Regions from separate parts of the Zea mays genome. Here region 1 is linked to region 2. Evidence: chromatin contacts called from public Hi-C data. All regions are on one chromosome and are shown on one strand. Each heading gives the region's core, a stretch centred on a gene start, on an enhancer-like site or on the middle of the called end of the contact. The rest is flanking DNA. Distances are from core to core; before and after follow the strand shown.

Region 1 (3,339 bases), core at 761-3,260, 150 kb before region 2:
AGAAAGAGGTTTAAAGCAACTGATAGCGGTAGCAACACGTGAACTTCTTTCACAGTAACTAGTAACTTGCAATGTTTGTCACAAACTCTGCAAACTCCTGCCTATAATGTTGTGGCAAACCACAGATTACAAGAAGCTGCTAGCACAACGCAGCAAGGATTTCAGCAACATAGAGGAATCAAAGAGAGCAAAACACAACACGATGCAGGTTAAGCAGCCGAAACGACGATTGCCGTGCGGCGACTAGCTCCTGCCCAGTGAAGTGTTTCCTTTGGTCTCTGGTTGCTACTACAAATCTAGAATATGTGCTGTAATGTGTTCCACCATGGTTCACATCTATGATACATTCATGGTGCAGCAGCATTGCCTGACTTAATATATTCAATGAAACCAAGAAATGTTTTATCGATCAAAGAATGCTGCAGAACTGCAGATCAAACCATATAGCATGAACACTGCAACTAATTTCCTTATACAAGTCCCAACTCTTCAACAAATAAATACTACGGACTAGAAGGCAGTGATCACAGCATCCAACTGAGATCCAATTCCCATTCTATCAATAATAAGCATGAGTACTCCAGCTGATCGGAGACCACGTTTCTAATCAGAAGCAGGCCAGAATGGCACCCTTCTTAAACTTCCCGACCGTTAACGAACAGACAGGAAGCTTCTAGAATGCCTCGATGCATGACACCCATACATTCTGCAACAAGTGCCACCGCTTTACAGCCTTTTCCCATGGCACTAAAAGCTCAGCGGTCCGCAAGCGTTCGTCCATGCACCGAAACTTGTTCGATCACCCCGTCAGGGATCGTGAATGGGAGACAGAACCACGAGGATGTGTGCCACCGGCGGTCACCGCCGAGGGTATGCTCAGGGCCAAGATAACTTGCGGCACGCTTCCGGCGTCCCAACGGTTGTTCCGAGTCAAGACAGCGAATAGCCTGCAGCGGCGTTGATGAAACCTGGGAGCCGCCTGAGTGCCGCTGCTTCGCAGCATTGCCAACTCGGCAGACAGGCATGGGAAGAACCGAGCACACTGGAACGAGGTAAGGTACACAGCGGTGGCGAGAAACCGAACGCTGGGAGCCGCCTGAGTGCCGCTGCTTCGCAGCATTGCCAACTCGGCAGACAGGCATGTCAAGAACCGAGCACACTGGAACGAGGTAAGGTACACAGCGGTGGCGAGAAACCGAACGCGGGCGCGCCGTAGACGGGAGCTCGGGGCCGTCCCGGGTAGCTCCCGCGGCAGCTGGCGCGTAGCTCAGCGCCTCAGCGTCGACAAAGCAGACGCGGTTCAGGAGAAAGCCCGCGCCTTTTGGACCTCGTGCAGATCAAGGGGGGCGCAACGGGACACCTCGGGATCGTCAACAACGAGCAGAGAGAACACTAGATGCACCGTGGCGACGTGGGAAGAAGAACCATCACCGGGAGCGCTGGGCACGAAACCCCGGCTCCCGATGAGCTCCTACTCTCCAATGGGCAACGGCAACGCCGGCCACGGGGAAGCAAACGCGAACGCGGCGGAAGGTGACCACCACCACGTACGAGATGGACGCGCGCGACGAAAGGCACGACCACAATCCACGCGAAAGGCGGCGCGTTCGCCACCCTCCTGGGACCAAAGAACTCGCATCGGACGCCAGCCCGATCGCCGGGAGAATCTGAACGAGAGAACAAGAAGAATCTGACACCAAAGCGAAGGACGCAAACGCGCGGAGATGAGCTCCCGCGAGTCCGCGACCACGAGGGGGCGGCGCGGGTGGGGAAACCATGCCGGCCTCCAGCGCGGACGCGGATAGAGAGCTCGAACGAACGAACGAACGGGACAGAGACGGCCAGGAAGGGAGAGAGGAGAGGGAACTTACATGTGTGGAGGCACAGGGCTACGGCGGTGGCCTCCCTGAGAAGTCCCCGGCAGAGCGGGCACGTCATGCACGCGGCAAGCGCCTCCCGCCGCACGCGGGCCAACCGCCTCGCGGCCCTCATCCCTTAGGCTCGTCCTGGGCGGCCGCCGAGCAGCAGCTCCTCCCTCCTCCTCTTCCTCCTCCGGACCCGTGGGATGCACGGGTTCGGCTGCGTCGGAGCCTCGGCCTCAGGAAGACGCGGCGCGGGGAGGCGTATCTGAGGACAATCCACGGACGTGCGGCGGTGTTGGTGGCTTCTCTGCTGCGGAATCGGACAGCGGCGGCGGCGGAGCTCCGGCGAGGCGCGGGGTGCGCGAAGGAGAACGGGCTGAAGAGTCGTGTGTATAAATAGAGGGGTAGCCGTGGATTTCGTGTGGGCGTCGCCGGGTGCCCGTAGCGCAGCGGCGCAGCCCCAGGCCCCACGGGCCAGTCGTCCAGGAGCTAGCTCTGTCACGCGCCACGTAGGAAGACATATGTTGGGCACTTTTTTTTCCTCCATGCGAGAAAACGATCTCACTCACCGCCTTTAGCAACCATGTTTCTCAAAATCATAGTTTTATAATACTATGTTTTATAATTATCATGACAATACCGTAGTTTTATCAGCTCCAAAAATATCATGTTTTAAAAAAACATTGTTTTAAATACAACATTATAAATTATGATATCAGTTAAAAGCTAATCGTGCCATGAAAACTTTGAGTTGAAGTGGAGTTTTCAATACTCCAAAAATATCATATTAACTAGTTTATCATAATTTTTAAAACATAATTTTTAAAATTGCAACCAGACACCTCATCACATAAAATACTACGGTATTATTCAAAACCATTGTATCGCATTGAAATTGTAAAATATACTTCACTTCCAAACATTCTCGAAAATTTTCAGCTAACTCGCCGTCACACCTAACAAATTTCTCCTTTAACCCCCTCGGTTCAGAATTTGAGTTTCTAAACTAACTTTTAACATAACATGGTTCAAGGGGTACTTCATCCGTTTTTATTTGTAGTTTTATACGCCATGTTAGCTTTGTTGTTAGTCAAGCTACTACTACTATTATTGACCACCTCCACCTGTTAAAAAAATCCTTGTGGAAATATAATATGTAAATTATAAATTATGAAAGTAGTTTTATATTATCTAATAAAGATAGAAAAAACAGAGGAAGTAATAATAAATTCTGATGTGCCAGAAAATGGGTACTAGAATGTATAAAACAACTAGTTCCCTCTAGGGATGGCAATGGGTACCCGAAACCCGATGAGTAAAAACCCTATTAGGGCACGGGTATGACGGATTTTGATACACATGGGTATTTTATTGGGTCATTTGTTATGCCCATCGGGTACGGTGGGCGTGGGTATGTTCTCTGTTGCCCCCATACCCGCTACCCGATAGGGAACCCGCTAATATATGACACGTGGGT
Region 2 (3,491 bases), core at 631-3,130:
AAACATGTGTACAGGCACATTTGTGAAAAAGAGAAAAGAGTGTCACAGCAGGGAGTGAAATTAAAACTGATACTTACTTGTCATACCAACAGGTTATGCAATAATTAACATGAACGTCATTGTTTTCATTAGCAATCGGATAGATATCTACAATAAAGAATGTGTTTTTCTCATGGCTTGAGATTACAGAGGCACAGAGACATACATGGATGACGTTACCACGCCACTAACGTTTGATAACTACACCTGTAAAACTGACATTCTATTTCCCTCTTCTCTCTGATGATTTGACACTCTTAGGAGTTTGTGAAAAACAAGGGGATGAAATAAAATTATTAGCATGACATGTGAGGATCTTATCACATGGCACTTTTAAATGAATATACCTATAATACTGGGACGCGGCGAAATGTGAAACACAGTATTATTATTAGCGTGACATACTGACATGTAAGGTTATTATCAAGCTACACTTTTAAATGAATGAATATATCTATAATACTAGGACGCGGAGAAAATGTGAAACACAGTTATCTACTAGAGAAAGTGATCTAAGATTTAGAATAATACAGTGAGTCCGAGATCCGAGGTCCGAGGGTATGTCTATTGGCCTAGACCAACTGCGACTTGGCTGATAACGACCAACACATACAGACAGATATCTTGATATAGTAGGAAGCTATTTCTAGCTGTAATAGTACAACTGACAAAAGAGGAAACCACCTCCTATAAAAAACATGTTTGTTGTCAAGATGATTCTACTTGATAGAAATTTCACCTAACAACAGTTAGCTCTGCAATACCAAGTTATGTACTTATCATTCAGTAAATGACCGGTAACAGAATCAGTACTAACATAGTAAAATTATGGAAGGCACCTACACATTGTTGAGAGGGCCAAGCTCTGCGCCTTATGAAAGAGGGAAGACATGTGCGTTTTGAATTCATGTATGTTTGTAGCTAAAGAGGTTATTCATGAACCTAATTAACCAGAAGCACAGGCTCACAATTCCAAACCCTGCTGGCAACTACCAGCAATTATTTCTTTTGCGCAACCATGAGATCCTCATATGTTCTATTCTATCATCTTCAGTTACCAACGCACATACAGGCATAGGACCAGCGACAGGACAAGCCCACAAAACAAGCAGCAAGGGGGAATCGGTTGTCTTACTCGCTGAGGACGGCGATGGGGCGGTCGCGCTCGTCAACGAGCGCGACGCGCGTGGCGCCGTCGGCCTGGATGGCCCTTCGCTGTGCGTCCCCGACAGAGAGCACGATGGGGACGGACATGTTGACCATCCTGCCATCCTGGCCGCGGATGGCATTGAAATGAAGTGCTTGGAGGAACTCATGCTCGCGCATGAACCCTTGCAGCGGGCTCGCCCACCCTTCGCTGAGGACGTGGACCCATTCCTTGTCGACGCGGCCCAAGCGCAGCCGGTGCGGCAGCTCCGCCGCCTCCCGCCGCAGCGCCGCGCGCCGCCCGCCCTCCTCGGGCGCCACCAGGTCCACCAGCCGCCCGCCGTCGGGCTCGATCAGGCTGGCCCGGCACCGCACCCCGAGGCGCGCCACCGCCGCGGTCCTGGACGTCCCCGCCTTCACGCCCAACTTGGCGCTACCCACCGCCGCAACGGCCACCCGGGCCGGGCCCGGCGCCGGCGCCACCGCCACCGCCACGGCGCGGTCGCGGCCCGGCTGCGCGGCGAGCTGCGAGAACCCTGCGAGGAAAGCGGCCTGTGTCGCCATGCCAAGGTGGTTTCTGCAGCTCGATTCGGCTCGGGCGGTGGCGCGCCTCGTCCACCTCTGCCTCCTCCACTTCACGCCTTGGTCTCCTCTTTATATTGCGGGTGCGTTTTGTTTGGTTTTGTGAAAGGCGGCCACCACCGGACCTTCGCAGTGGCTGCGTGGGTGATTTGATTAGGAAAAGGCAAGAGGGGAGGCGGGTGCGCGTGAACCTGGATGGGATTGCGGGGCGGGAGGGACATGGCCGCGGTGAACACAGTCTGCCGGGCGGGGCGGGGAAGGGCAACGTGGGTCAGCCAGGGTTAATGGGGGTTGATGAGGATGCATCATGCCTGCTTGGCTTTTGGTGTTTTGTTTAGGATGCTGAGCAGGTTGGATTTGGACTGCTGTTAGTGTGATGACACCTTTTCAACGTCTGAACCTACGTGTCTTTGTGCTAAGGGTTTCTCTACGCAGGTCAGGTTTGTGGTACGGTGGTCATCAGCCATCAGCCATCGGCCATGATCGAAAGAGATCAAGAAAAGATGTGGGTGAAGTATTCCCTATGCGAAGGCTACAAGGAGTTGGACGACAGTTTTGTTTTTTTTATCCCAAATCAATTTCATTATTTCTTTTTGAATTTGACATGCCTTGCGCAAAGCCGCAAACATCAGGAAATGGAGGGTGTCTAACCTCAGTTCTAAAAACTAGGAGTTAACCTACAGCAAGTGCTATGGTAGCAATCCAATTAACATAATCAATTTGCAAAGTACATACGCTAATCATTGAGCGATTCTTTTAGCATTTAGTATCTAGAGCTAAATGATTGGAGTTTCAATATATTAGCAATGTTCCTCAACTTCCAATGAATGAACGATTGCGGTAGTATTTATAGCCTCTCCACTCCAAAAGAGCAGTTGGAATCAAACATACATTTCCGTGATGCACTAAACTGTCCAAGCAAGTTCCATGCCCACTAGCCGTTGTCTACCATTCAAGCCTGGGTATCTGGTGCTACACCGGACATATCCGGTGAGTGTTACCCAACTTGGTTGCATTCGCATCCCTCTCTATGTACGCTGTCTCCATCGAATACATTCGGTGCGTTGTAGACCCCACACACGCTTTGCATGGCTTACTAGGTGTTTTGTCTGGTGTGGCATTTAGTGCACACGTACGCGTACAATGAACTCACTCTTTAGCACAGTCTTGAGCACAGGCACTGCACATGTCCGGTGCAACATAAGGTGTATTACTTGACACGCCCGATACACTCTGCAACATATTTTATCCGTGACTTCTTATTTCTTCGCTTGAACTTCTTCTATCTTACGTCTTGGACTCTTGCATTATATTAATAGATCTTTAGTGAGTCTTTAAATGTCTTGCTTTAAGATGTTGATCTCCTTGATAACCTCATTGTCTCTTATCAAGTCCACACTGCATCCTTTTTATCTATAATTATAAAAGCTAGCACACACATTATTGCAAATGATTATATTATTCATCAAACACTAAAAAACTTAATCAAATGTGTCGTGGTCTATTCTTCTTATAATCTATCCTCGTTTTTTATGACAAAGCAAGCAAAAAATCATAATACATAAGGTAAAATGCAATCTACTTGGTAGGGTGCATATGCACAGACAAGATTCATACGTTACAAAAGGATATCAAATAAAAGTATATATACTAAAGAAATATATTGCCTATGTGAAATACCCATATACTGTGGTATTATGGACTTAAGCTTGTCCCATTATTAG

Evidence for each region. A called contact is a pair of places that touch in the nucleus more often than the background predicts.
Region 1: a Hi-C map of ear shows a contact between it and region 2, with 1.6 times the contacts expected there. The contact joins the promoter of LOC100285109 here to the promoter of LOC103625889 in region 2. A contact is called at or near these places in 2 of 25 Hi-C or Micro-C datasets (ear and root tip).

Annotation. Positions count from the first base shown.
Region 1 is chr5:8,326,632-8,329,970 of Zm-B73-REFERENCE-NAM-5.0, reverse strand. LOC100285109 reads right to left here and starts at 2,010. Exons shown (of 7, transcript NM_001367334.1): 1 at 1,872-2,010. The coding sequence starts at 1,992.
Region 2 is chr5:8,174,112-8,177,602 of Zm-B73-REFERENCE-NAM-5.0, reverse strand. LOC103625889 (ATP-sulfurylase 3, chloroplastic-like) reads right to left here and starts at 1,880. Exons shown (of 5, transcript NM_001301566.1): 1 at 1,175-1,880. The coding sequence starts at 1,749.